Linked DNA regions of Astyanax mexicanus: region 1 is linked to region 2. The links are chromatin contacts, called in public Hi-C maps. All regions are on one chromosome and are shown on one strand. The core of a region is the stretch at or near the end of the contact, and the rest is flanking DNA. Distances in the headings are between cores, read along the strand shown. Region 1 holds the start of zmp:0000001236 (mastermind-like protein 2). Region 2 overlaps zmp:0000001236 (mastermind-like protein 2).

Evidence for each region. Hi-C and Micro-C count contacts between places; a contact is called where the count stands out from the background.
Region 1: a Hi-C map of muscle shows a contact between it and region 2, with 10 times the contacts expected there. The contact joins the promoter of zmp:0000001236 here to the enhancer-like site in region 2. A contact is called at or near these places in 2 of 3 Hi-C or Micro-C datasets (both in muscle).

The regions. Positions count from the first base shown.
Region 1 is chr18:20,857,160-20,864,019 of AstMex3_surface, forward strand. zmp:0000001236 (mastermind-like protein 2) reads right to left here and starts at 5,334. Exons shown (of 5, transcript XM_007236774.4): 1 at 3,658-5,334. The coding sequence starts at 4,071.
Region 2 is chr18:20,789,773-20,796,919 of AstMex3_surface, forward strand. All of the region lies in intron 2 of zmp:0000001236 (mastermind-like protein 2), which reads right to left. Among protein-coding and RNA genes, the nearest start is that of mindy4b, 23 kb to the left of the region's middle. Within about 2 kb of position 3,474, the one cell type or tissue checked has an H3K27ac peak away from gene starts, as active enhancers do.

The DNA.
Region 1 (6,860 bases), core at 4,084-6,583, 69 kb after region 2:
CTCCACCAGTCTTACACACTGCTTTTGGATAACTTTATGCCACTCCTGGTGGAAAAATGCAAGCAGTTCAGCTTGGTTTGATGGCTTGTGTTCATCCATCTTCCTCTTGATTATATTCCAGAGGTTTTCAATTTGGTAAAATTAAAGAAACTCATCAATTTCAAGTGGTCTCTTATTTTTTTGCAGAGCTGTATATATCACAACATTTTGATAAAGGTAATATGGTTTTTAAATACATTTCCACTAGGGGTGGGTGATGTGGAACTAAAATAGTATGACAATATTTCAGAGAGTACACTACTGCAGCAAAAAAAATATCACATTTTATTTGGTATATTATTCCATACAATATGATATGAGAAATATCTAATTGATATTTTTACCAGATTGTCATGATACAACAAATAATGCACTCCATATATGCAGGAATAAATTGTAAAATAAATAGTATTGGGCATCTATATTGTATCAACCAAATTTTTAAAATATAGTCATACAGTCATATCATCCAGCCCTTCACTGAAACACTGTAAAAAATGAATGTAGCATGTCTCTATACGTTATCCCTTATATTTGTATCTCCATTGTAGAGAGACAAGATTTCTTCGACTGTATGCTGAAAAAAATCCACAAGAATGTGTCCAACAGTCTGAGGAAGAAGAAGGTGAAAATTACATCATCTCCACTAATGTCTATAGGAAAATGGGGCCAAGCTATGTGTTTACAATGCTTTAGGACAGCTTTATATAGTCTACAGCTGAATTAGCCTATATATACACACTATGTCCTAATGTTTGTGGACACCCCTGCTAAGGAACCGTGCATTAATGTACTTTAAGTTAAACATACTGCTGACAAAGATGTGCAAACGCACACACACACTCCACTTATCTAGTTTTAGTAGGGAACTACTGCCATAAACCTTTTGGCATCATGCCTTAATCCAGGCGTGGGCTAGAGAGGTACACTTCCCCAGCATTAAGCTGTGGAGCAGTGGAACTCTGTTCTCTGGAATGATTGATGGTGCTCTATCCGGTACTTCTGGGATGAGTGTGGGAGTTGGAAATGAGGTGAGGTGATCATCATCCAACATCCTGACCATACTATTGGTCATGCATTGAGGCACTGAATGAATTAAATCCTCACAGCAATGCTCTAAAACAGGGGTGTCAAACTCATTTTGGCCGAGGGCCACATTGGCATATTGGCTGTCCTCCGAGGGCCAGATGTAACTTATAAATGTAATAAAATGTAACCAAATGTAATATATGTAAATGAATGTAATTACTGTAAATGAATGTTAAATAACTCTCAATATATTATTTATTCAAATATTACAGTTGCATGGAAAAAATGTTTGCTTGTTGCTCTATTAACATAAATCCTTTTAATTTGTCATGTCATGAAATCCAAAAACTCCATCAATCAAGAACCAAACTATTCAAGTGAATAGAAATGACATCAAGTTATATTAACTTTGAAATTATTAACTGAAATAAGGCTTAATAAATATAAAATCAAAAATTGTGAGCTGTTAAGAACATAGCATTTCCTCAGATTTAGCAGTTCCTCATCCAACCACTAGTGGGAGCTGCAGCAGCAGCACCACAAGTCCGCAGTCTTTACTGAGTCAGAGCTAAAGCCCAGCCACGGGCTACAGGGCTCAGCTCAGCCAGTCTGGAGCGTTTTTAAATTTTTTAAGTTCTTCTGTGTATGAAATAAAGATTTTTGTAACCGAATAATACAGCTCTCTACAGTTCATCTTTCAGCCCAATCAGCTAACAGCAGCCGTTTAGAGCATGAGTCACTGCTGGGATTACATTATAAACAGGTCAGTTATCGCGCTGCTAACCTCAGGATGTTTATAACTACGGAGTTTAGTGGACACACCACGGCTGCAAGGTTAGACTGTTGAAGGCTACTGAAGACTATTAAAGGCTATTGGAGGTTATTGAAAGGGTTATTGAGGGCAGAAATCAGTAAAGGCTGGTTAGATAAGTGATTCACGTCCTCGTACTTTGCTGCGGTGAAACTGCGACTAGCGCTGTCCCAGTGATGTTTATTAACGTCATTAAAACAGATTTTGTCAGCTATTGTCTTATAAATATTTACACAGAACTTATATCTCTCATAAAAAGCGTTTATTTTGGTCAGTAACACTCTTCGTAACACAAAAGGCATACCGGTCTTTCGCCTTGAAGCACAGCCGTCCGTCTGCATCAACTTCTCTTTTTCTGGACATTATGGGATAAACATTTATATGTCTCAATTCCACCCGCGAAGTTACACCTTCCCTCCGGCAGGGTTTCCACATCAATGACTACACTGCCGTGTAGTGGCAGTAAGCCGTAACTTTGCGGGTAATACAATCGACAAGCATTGTGGGAAATGTATTTTTTTGTCAAAGAACGCTTCTGACTTATTTATTATAGACACTAAGATCTTACAAGCTCTCGCGGGCCACATAAAAAGACGTGGCGGGCCACATTTGGCCCGCGGGCCTTGTGTTTGACACATGTGCTCTAAAAGCTAGTAGAATGCCTACACTGGCATGATGCCGGTAGGGTCATGTTTATGTGCTCCAGAGAGTCATATTCTACAGGCAGTGTTTCTCTAAAGGGACTAGGCAAGCTGTGTGTGTGTGTGTGTGTGTGTGTGTGTGTGTGTGTGTGTGTGTGTGTGTGTGTGTGTGTGAATTTGCATGTCTGTGTCAATGGGTGCAATGGGTGCAACTTAAAGTGGCTGAATGCATTCATTAAAACAAGTGTCCACAAACAGTTTTGACTTATAGGCACACTACACAGCATATTTTATAGCAATCAATAAGTAACAATACATTAAAAATACATTTTAGTCTAAAGCCCTATCCAGATTAATTTCTCATGGGGTACTGGGGTAATTTTCTCTTTAATGGGGGGATCCTCTGTGATTTTATTCCAGTCCGGAACGACCATGAATGTGTTTTTCTTAGATGACAATTTCTCTGAGAAAATTACAGGCTAAAATCTGTGGTCCTTCGGTAAATTTAGTCCCGTCCAGATGGAAATATCTGAGTTTCATCACCTCGTGTTTAATAAAATAGCTATTTGTCCACTGCCACGCACCAGAATTACACTTTGGGCACACGTTTCAACGGAGATCGATGTAAACACAACATGGAGTGGAAATGGAGGAGCTACTGAACTACTAAACGCGATGTCATGTGACCGAGAAAGCCAAAAAACTTACTGGTCCCCCTTTTTTTTCCATTGCAGTCTGGATGCAAGAGATTTATCACAAGTAAAAAGAGTAGAAGTGTGAAATATTTAAATATCCGTCCAGATAGGGTTAAGACTAGGTTTAATCTCTGTATGGGAAAACAGATCCATGATTAACAGGATTTGTGTATATACTGTTTGTTCCCAGTGGTCCTGGAGAACCCCCCCCCACAACCCCCCACCCCATCCCACAAACATTTAGTGCTTTTAACACACCCTAACAGACCCACCCAGCTCAGCTGGTGATGACGGGCTCATTAATGGGCTGAGTGGCTGGTGTGTTCCAGCAGATTAAAGACCATGCACAGATCAGACCAGCCCTGTGAACCCAGTGGTGTGTGAACCCAGTGATGTGTGTGAGTGTGTGTGAGCGAGCGTGTGTGAATGTGGTTGAACTCACTGCAATCCTGGTGCTGGCTTTGCTCTCTGCCTCCCCTCCAGCGCTCTGCCCCTTGTGCTCGTTGTTGGCCCTGCTCTGGTCCAGTGCCCGGCTGTTCTTGCCCCTCCTTGCCGTGCCACCCTGCTGCACAAGGCTCAGCAGCTGCAGGGTGCTCTCGCGCTCACGCTCCGAGCTCTCTGCACGGCCACGCTCGTAACGCCTCTCGCACGTGGAGTGGTGTCGCCGGCACAGTTCGATGCGTGCCCGCAGCCGTTCCACAATGGCACTGTGCAGAGGAGGAACCGCCGCAGCCGCCACAGCTGCTACAGATGTCCTGCTTGGGGCTCCGGGAGGCCCGGGGCCCACCATGCCGGGGCCCATCAGCGGGAATGGAGCAGGCCTGGTGGCGGCATGACTTGGAGCTGCCTCACCCATTTCGAACAGCACCTTGAAACTTCAAGCGTTCATATAACACGCTCAGCACGCATCAACGAGTCTTCATCCCTGACCACTGTCCACTTACAGCAAACACTGAACACTGATCAGATTAAATGAAACTGGATGGTGTTTCGCTTGACAGCCACAAGTGACCACTACAAGACACTCCCAGCCCCCAGCCGAAGTGCTGTCTACGGCTCTAATGTTACCATTAAATGTCTTCACTAGTGCTGCACGATGTTCTTTCTTCTATATTTAATTTAGACAATATATAGGGATTTTTTAAATCAGATTTCTCCTTAGTTTTCAATGAGTCACCATGTCATGCAACTAAATGCCCTCTATTCAATAAAGACTTAAAACAAGCAAAAAATAAGCGATACCGAGCCAATATGATAGTAGTTATTAATTGATATAATCAACAATGTTGAATATAAAAAAATCCAAATTGGTCCAAATTTTCTAATTTCAGTGTAGACTAATGGTTAATTTGTAAAAGGGCATTTAAATCCCACATTCAGATGTTTCCTTCATTTTAAAGTGATTAAGAGCATGCAGAAATAATCATCAGATTAGTTGACTGTAAAATTACAGTTGAGCTACTTGCAGTGTTAATATTAACAAAATATATGATTTTTTTTTACCTGATTTCACCAGAATTCATGATATTATACTAAAAATACACCCCATGTATTGTCGATTTGTGCAAAACAAATACTGATAGGCTGATATAATCCGCTTTGTTAGATATTAGATAAGTATTAGTAGATTCAGTCATTAAAACAGTAAAACTGAGAAACTTCCTATTTGTATCAAGCAGTTGGTAGCATGACATGTATAGTTTAATTTGCTTTACCTGACACTGCCTTGGATCACCTTTGATTTGTGATGTTAATATCGGATACGCTCACTCTGAATCGATATATCGTGCAGCACTAGTCTTCCCACACAGTCCGGGTCCAGTCCATACAGTGCGGTCCAGAACCAGCTCCATCCCCAAACCTCATCCTCCCCAAACCTCCAGCATGTTCTCTTCCCCTCGCTTCAGTTCTCCAAACCCAAACAAACAAACAAACAAAATAAAAAACCCTCCAAACAGGATTAAACAGGGCGCTCGAGCTTCACAAGTCACACGGGCTCCGGGCGCTCTGTGCGCGCGCTCCTGCCGCTGCTGCTCGCGGGACTCTCTCTCGTGTGCTCGCGCTCTGCTCCGCTCGCGCTGAGGACTGTTCGCGGGAGTCCACAGAGCTCGAGAGAGAGTGCGAGAGCGGGAGCGCTCGGGCGGGCGGGCGTTTGCGAGCTCTGCTTCACATTCCTCCGCGTTCCTCAACTTCAGCGGTTGCGCCGCGCACTCTAGCGGTGCTGAGAGGCAATATAATGAAGATTGATGATCACAAGCCATCAAAGCTGAACTGCTTGAATTTTTGCATCAGGGGTTATCCAAAGCAGTGTGTAAGACTGGTGGAGGAGAACATGCGAAGATGCATGAAAACTGTGATTAAAAACCAGGGTTATTCCACCAAATATTAGTTTCTAAACTCTTAAAACTTTATAGATATGAACTTGTTTTCTTTGCATTGTTTGAGGTCTGAAAGCTCTGCATCTTTTTTTTATTTCAGCCATTTCTCATTTTCTGCAAATAAATGCTTTAAATTACATTTTTTATTTTATTTGGAATTTCGGAGAAATGGTGTCCATAGTTTATAGAATAAAACAACAATGTTCGTGTTCAAAGCAGAATCAGAGAAACTGATTCAGAAACTGAAGTGGTCTATTAATTTTTTTCAGAGCTGTATTCATAGCCACTTGGTTCTAGCTGATACAAATTGTTTGCTTTCAGTGTTTTGTGTTTCTGATAATTTAAATCCTTTCAGACCCTGCATCCATTACAGTTGACATCATCTATTTTCTTGATATTTTTCAGGAATAATTCACCTAAGACCTTATATTATGTCAGTACTTAGTAAAATATTATTGTAAGTAAAATATTAAGATATTTAAAATAATTTTAGAAAATCATAATACCAGGTTTTCTAAAATTGTCCATGCATGCACAAAATAGAAAATAAATGAATAAGCTTGACAAATGAGTTCTGTTTGTTAAAACTCATGAATATGATGAATAGTGATTTTCTGATATTCTGATGACGACTCTTGTGGAAAATTTGGCTAGTATGGCTACCTTGTTGGCAATGTCCATATCTGCCATATTAATAGAGTCTTGAGACTTGATTGGAGGTGCAGAAGATTTAATATAAGCAACACTAATAAGTTCTACAAATAAAAAGCAATTAAAAAACATCTAACACAAATGATCATCACAATAAACACTCTCTCTTCCACTTAAGATTATCTTAACCTTAAACAACCTGCGAAAAAAACTATAAGCAAGAGAAGTTAAAAGTAAAAGTGAAAACTTGCTTTGCTTAACAAAACCATTAAAAGCAAGCACAGCTCCCCAGCACCACCTGCTGACTTCAAAAAGCCCAAGCAGAGAATGGGAAGTAAGACAAGGGGTCCCCCTTGAGGCCTTATGCAATCCTGCACATCCTGCAGAGCTCGCTGTTCTCTGTTAGGGACAGCACTAATCTGATATATCAGATATCCATATCAGACTGAAGTCAGCAGAAAATGCTGCACTGGATACAGAGGAGGGATAAAAAAAGTATCTATATCTAGTATCTATAATAAATCCAGCCTTAAATACAACACATGATGTGATATGTTTTATTTTTTTGAGTTTCTTTCTGTAAGTGAGTTAGTAGAGTGTTTAAGCAGTCTAATAG
Region 2 (7,147 bases), core at 2,224-4,723:
CATTTCCCCAACCACTGCATATACAGAATATGCTCATACAGTGTGCACAGCCCCTACATGTACAGTGTAGGGCTTTTGAAGAAGGCAATAGCTGTCAGTGAGACAGGTTTTTATGCTATAATAGTAAGGATTACTGCATGACTTTGAAAGCCCTGCAGCATTTCTCCTGTCATACAGCTCCTGTGGGGTACAACCCAATTGCTTCCAGCAAATGACAGATTTTTTTTCTCATCCACGCTGCAGAAACACACTATGATAGATCAATCTTAAAGGCTTTCATGTCTTTTTTTATCTGTCTTAAATGTGCTGACGATGTGATATTCAAGCTGATAAAAGCAGAAGTCTTTTATTTGCGCAGTTAAAGCCTACCGCATAATTCATGGCTGTTTAAAGCCCTATTCGGATGAGATTAGTTTTACACGGGGAGGTGGCATAAAGTAATTATTACCACAGTTTTTCATGGAAAGTGCCAAATCAGTCATTTTTCAATGACTAAAATAAAATTCTGTTTTCATGGCTTCCCTCAAGTATTAAGACGCTCAGGGAGGTATTAAGTTTTATTTTACATGGTCGCTTAAGTCTGTGGCAAACCTCAGATTTTAAATGGAATACATACCTCTTAGTGGCTTAGTGACAATTTTACAACAATGTACAGTACCAGACTAAAATTTTGACACACCTTCTCATTTCATTTTTTTTCTTTATTTAAGTTATTTTTTACATTGTAGATTAATATTAAAAGACAAGAAAACAATTAAGGAACACCCAACTGAGATGGTGCTGGAGCATCACAGCATGAAGTAAAAACAAAACTTTTGTTCAGCATCTCCAGGAACTCCTTTAAGGTGCTGAGAAAACTATTCCAAGTGAATCTAAAGTATAAAACATACTCTGGATTGTTTAACACATTTTGTTGAAAAATAATTCTGCATGTGTTCCTATATAGTTTTAATGTCTTCAATACAGAAAACACATTGAATGAAAGGAAATGAAAGTGTGTCCAAACTTTTGACATGTACTGTAAGTCATTGTGTAACATGGCATATAGCCTGCATATGTGTTTTAAACACAACAGCTCATTTTCATCAAAGAAAAATCTACTATCATTACTACTATAAGGAGGTTTCACGATTTTTTGGAGGTGACAGCAGTGCATAAATCAAGTAGCCACTCCCATTTGAGTCATAACACTAAGATGTCTTATCCTGTGCAAATCAATCATAAATGTTACTGCCATATAGTAGTAAAATTACTCTAAATTACTCCATCTCCCCATCTCTCCGACTTGAGATGATCCACAGTTTTCTAAATCTTGAAATCCATGAATAATGATCAAAGACATCTTGACTGAAGAGTTGAGGTGATTTAAGACTTGAAATAGCTTCTGATTTCATCAAAGGATAGGAAAGGCTCTCCTTTGCTTGATGGAACTGCAGAGAAACCATCTGAAATGTTCCTATAGTGTAGAAATTGGCACCGCTTTGCTATTTGGTTGTCTAAGATTTTCCATTTTCTCCTCACCAGTTACTGATATTGACCCCTGAACCTGTGCAGAATACCAATACTGACCAACTGCAGCTGGATCCTCTATTGCCTCCTGGATTCCTTTTCAAAAACACCATCCCAGCCTAGAAGTTCATGCAACTGAAATTTCTTTTAAAAAAACATAGTGGCTGAAGTAGTGATAATGGAACTCTGAACATAAGAAGCATCCTGAATCGTTAGGAGGAAGGTAGAGAAGAAGACTCCATAATTGTGATGGAATTAGGCCACCTTAAACATATCTGTACACACGTGCACACTAGTGGGTTAAGGGTTAAGAGCCTTCATGGTATAACCATGGTATGAAAAGATGCATGGTTATCGTACTGTATATGTGTGTTTATTACACAGTATTATGAGGGGAAAAAAGCAAGTGAATGAAAACTCTCACCTGTACATGAGCATCTCCTTTCTACCTCAGCTGCTCTCTACACTCAAACAGACAATATTAAGAAAAATACATAGAGAAGCCAAACTGATTTTACCTTCATCCCCTAAAAAATATTACTAAAATCAGCAGTATGGGATTACTTTGGACGCCCCTAAATTAACCAGATGTTCATTTACACATTTACACTATTACCAATTAGCAGCAAGTAATCCAGTGCGGCTAACATGTTCCAAGCCTGCTAACACTACTAAGACTGTTTGCTGTGTCTGTTTGCATCGCGACTTTAGCCTGGCTATTAGTATAACAGCATAACTTGCACTATCAAACCAGCCTTCAGCCTGTCAACAACTATCAGCAAAAATCCAGCTCAAAAAATCAAACAAAGATACCCAGCAAAGGTTTACTTGCTCCTAGATGTTTTATTGCATAGCAGCCATCCCGTGCATGTGTACTGGAAAAAATAAGAGACCATTTAAAAATGAGTTTCTTTCATTTTACCAAATTTAAAAAACCTCTGGAATATAATCAAGAGGAAACCAAGCTGAACTGCTTGAATTTTTGCAGCAGGAGTGGCATAAAGTTATCCAAAAGCAGTGTGTAAGACTGGTGGAGGAGAACATGCTGAGATACATGAAAACTGTGATTAAAAAACAAGGGTATTCCACCAAATATTGATTTTTGAACTTCACAAATTTTAAGAAAATGAGACAACTGTGATTAAAAATCAGGGTTACGCTACCAAATATTGATTTCTGAACTCTTAAAACTTTATGAATATGAACTTGTTTTCTTTGCATAAGCATCTTTTTTTGTTATTTCAGCCATTTCTCATTTTTCTGCAAATAAATGCTCTAAATGACAATATTTATTTAAAATATTTGGGTGAAATGTTTGTAGTTTATAGAATAAAATAACAATGTTCATTTTACTCAAACATATACCTATACATAGCAAACTCAAAGAAACGGTTTCAGAAACTGAAATGATTTTTATCAGAGCTGTATTTATAATTTTGTTTACTATTGCTTAACAGTAATTGTGAAATTCCATCATATTTATGGAGACAGTTATGGAGACCTATCAGTGACCCATCAGGCTTCTCAAACCAGGGTATCAAACCCACAGACCTGTCATCAATACACCAGTGATCTAACCACTGAGCCACCACTCCCCCATCATCTCAGATTCCACGTTTTAACACCAAAAGTCCAAATACCATTCCAGCCACACATGGAACAGTCTGGAGTGCCTGAGAGGTGTGAGCCAGTCCGGAGCTTTTAAAAACCTGAAGGCCTTTCCCTGAGCAAACTCCGCTCAACTACGTTATTCCATTCAGTCAAACACACATTGTGTATATACTGTCAATCACTGTGTTGACACAAAACATTTCCCAGGGTAAAATGGATTCAACTGCAGCGTAGCGAAGAGCCATTTCTGTGAGAACAGATGTCTAAATGAGAAACTGCCTCCAAAGCCCCACTCTGGAGGTCCCATAACGAAAGCACTGAAAAGACCTCTCCTGCCACCCGAGGAATTCCCCGCTTTGGCAGGCCACGATGAGGAGAGAGGGTGTGAGAGAATGTGCTTTACAGCGATAGGCACTATTCACAAGCAACACTATCTGCAGAGACACAGACGCCTCCATAGTGGAGCTGATGAGGAACTGGCTGAGGTCACATGCTGAGATGGATCAGCCTTGGGAAGTCCAGTAATTAATTAGAGGGCAAGTGAAGAGCGTTGTCTCCCTGCTGCGGGTTCTGATTAACTTCTTCTATGACGTGAGGACAAAACTCGTATAGAAATTAGAGATGACACAATACCATGTTTTGTCCAATAATGATCTCGATATTGAAATCTTGAGCTTTAGCCTAGACTAATCCAATCATAATTTTTAATCATAATTTTTAATCATATATTTTTTTTCAATCATAATTTACAACCATTCATTTAAATGTATTTTATTGAGATTTTAACTGATACACCAACACAAAGTAGCATAATTATAAAGTGGAACAAAAATGATACATTGTTTTCAAAATGTTAATCAAATAAAAATCTGAAAAGTGTAAGGTGCAAAAGTGTCCAGCCCCTCTTTATCAATACTTAGTTGAGCCACCTCTCGCTGCAACTACAACTGCAGGTCTTTTGGGGTACGTCTGGGTTTTGTGGATGTTGTATGAAAAGCCTCTGTGAACAGCAATTTTCATGTCTTGCCACAGAAGCTCAATGGGATTAAGTCAGGACTTTGATTGAGCCATTCTAACACATTACTATTCTTTGATTTAAACCATTTTATTGCAGTTCTGGCTGTAGGTTTAGGGTCATTGTCTTGCTGGAAGGTGAATCTCTTTCCCAGTCTCAAGACTACAGCCTCCAACAGGTTTTCTTCTTTTTCTTGCCCTGTATATTTAGCTCCACCCACCTTCCCATCAACTCTGACCAGCTTTCCTGTCCCTGCTGTATTAAAGCACCCCCACAGCATGATGCTGCCACCACCATGTTTTACAGTGGGGATGGTGGGTTCAGGGTGATGTGCAGTATTACTTTTCCGCCACACATAGCACCTCTTTGCATTTGCACAGCACAAAATAAAAAAAGTAGTGTCAAAGGTTGTAAACACTTTTCAAGCCACAGTATAAGCTACTTTTCATAAAAAAAACATGAACACATTTCAACATCCACAAATATTTGTGGACACTCCTTTCAGTGTAATGCATCTAGCTATTTTAAGTTGTACCCGATGCTGACACATATGTACAAATGCACACATTTTTTGTCTAGTCCCTGTAGAGAAGCTTAAACCTTTTGAGAGATATCAAATTTTCAATAATTGGGCCTTTGATGTTGTGGCATGGTGATTATCCAACAACCTGACCTTGTTGCTGAATGCAATCAAATCCTCACAGCATAGCTCCACAAGTCATGTACAAAGAATTCCCTTAATAATTTCTTATTTACTTCAAAAGACACAATGAATGAGCAGGTGTCCCAATACCTTTGCCAATCTATAGCATTATTCAATGATTCAAGGATTCGAGGAAATTTTATTGTCATTTCACATCACATGTGGTACATAAGATGGAACAAAATTGTATTATGTGAGTTTATGCAATAAATAAAATCAGAAGGCTCGTAAAACACACGTTTCTGGTGCTTCTGGGTGGATTGGAGGCAGCTCATTTTGAGTAGCAGTAAATATGAACAGAACAGCCTGAACCAAAACATTTAATCTGGTTGTTTTTCAGCATGCGATGCCAAATATCACCATGTTATATAACAGAATAATGTCTATGTCCAACTCTCAAACACTAAACCTGGCTGGAGAGTTTGGGCACCTTTGGTCTGTGTGGAAAGTAAACAGGTCTGAGCTCTGGTAAGATCATTTAATGGGAATGGAAATGGTTTTCATTAAATTCCTTGTGAAAAAAAAAAAAACTCCAGTTGGTTTATTTTATGCTGGTTCACATTAAAATGCCACATTCTCCTTGTACTGCTGCCTTACTGCTTCATACTGTTTCAATCATTTGTTTTGGACACAGATAGAATTCAGCATCTGCCTTTAGCCCATCTGTGCAGTGAACACACACAAACATATATAGGCACACTGGTTATATAGTGAGCACACATGCCAGAAGCGGTGGGCTGTCATCGCTGTGGCACCCGGGGAGCAGAAAGGGTTAAGTCCTTGCTCAAGGGCTTAACAATCACTGGCGTAGGACACGTCCCTACCAATATCAGAAAAAGGTGGATTTGTCCTCCCCAAAAATGATACTGCAAAAAAACAGAAATTGTTTTAAAATAAACTTTACAAAATGGCTTTTGGATAATAGACAATGGATAATAGATAATAGGGGTTTGGGTTATCTAAAGTTTATATTAACTGCTGCCAAAAATCTCTATGAAACGTTAAGTTACATTCTTTTTATAAAAGGACACCATTGTAAGAAGTGTGTTCAGCAGAAAAAAAACAAAAACACAGGACCCAACGCTAATGATGTGAAGTAACATGTTTAGGTTGTAAAGTGACCTTTATTTGGATTTAAGTAATAATAAACAGAAGTACAGGAATATTAAATTTCAAACCTGCTCCTACACCTATGCTAACAGTGGCAGCTTAGCAAACAAAGCAAACAAAGAACCATCCTACCATCAATAATGCTGAAAATATGCCGTCATATTAATCCATTAACAACAAGAGATGTGTTAGTCAACATGAGTTGTTTAAAGTATAATTTAAAACCAACCTGGGCCATAAAAAGCTTTCCTACATGGGGTGCTAAATCTTATTAACAAAAGGCTACAAGTTTTTATTCCAAGCAAGCCAAAGCACCCCACTAGGCACGATGCCAGTAGGTTCATGTTTATCTGCTCCAGGAAAAACTTCCCTGAACTTCACACCGCTGCTTCAGTAGAATGTAAGTTTGATATCAAAATAAATGGCACCAGGTTGTCAATCTGTTAATAATATTTCTCCTAATATGTTGATTTATCAGCTGTAAAAATCAGCATGTATTGCTGCTGTTGTTATCAACACACAAGTTCTCTGACCTATTTCAGGCGTCATTTGTTACAGGAACATATTGGATTCATCCTTTTTTCCCTCCCAATATCAGACACAGCATTTTCTGTTTATATCTGCCTACTATATATATATATATATATATATATATATATATATATATATATATATATATATATATATACACAATGCTACATAACAAAACAAACAATACATTAGCATAAGTAAGGTGGCAGCCATGACCTAAATGGTAAAGAAGCAGCCATGGGACCAAATGCTTGCAAATTCACTTAGTTTTTCTGTGCTGCTCAGACTTTTCTTAAGGCTTTTCCTTACTCAACTTGATAAAAATGACTTTTTTAAAGTGTAAAGTATCAGTCAATACTAAAGTCCTGATTAACTGTCTTAAACTAAGCTGGTAATAATTTGTCTGAATGCATTTTGCTTAACATCTAAGCAACTAAATGAATGACATGATCAAATTCCAAATAAAAATACTGTAATTCAGAGCACTGATCTGCAGAAAATGAGAAATGGCTGAAATAACAAAAGCTTTCAGACCTCAAATAATGCAAAGAAAACACGTTTATATTCATACAGTTCTAAGAGTTCAGTAATCAGTATTTGGTGGAATAACCCTGTGTAATCCAGTGATTTTGTCCAGTATTGGACCGATATTGATAATGAGTATCAGA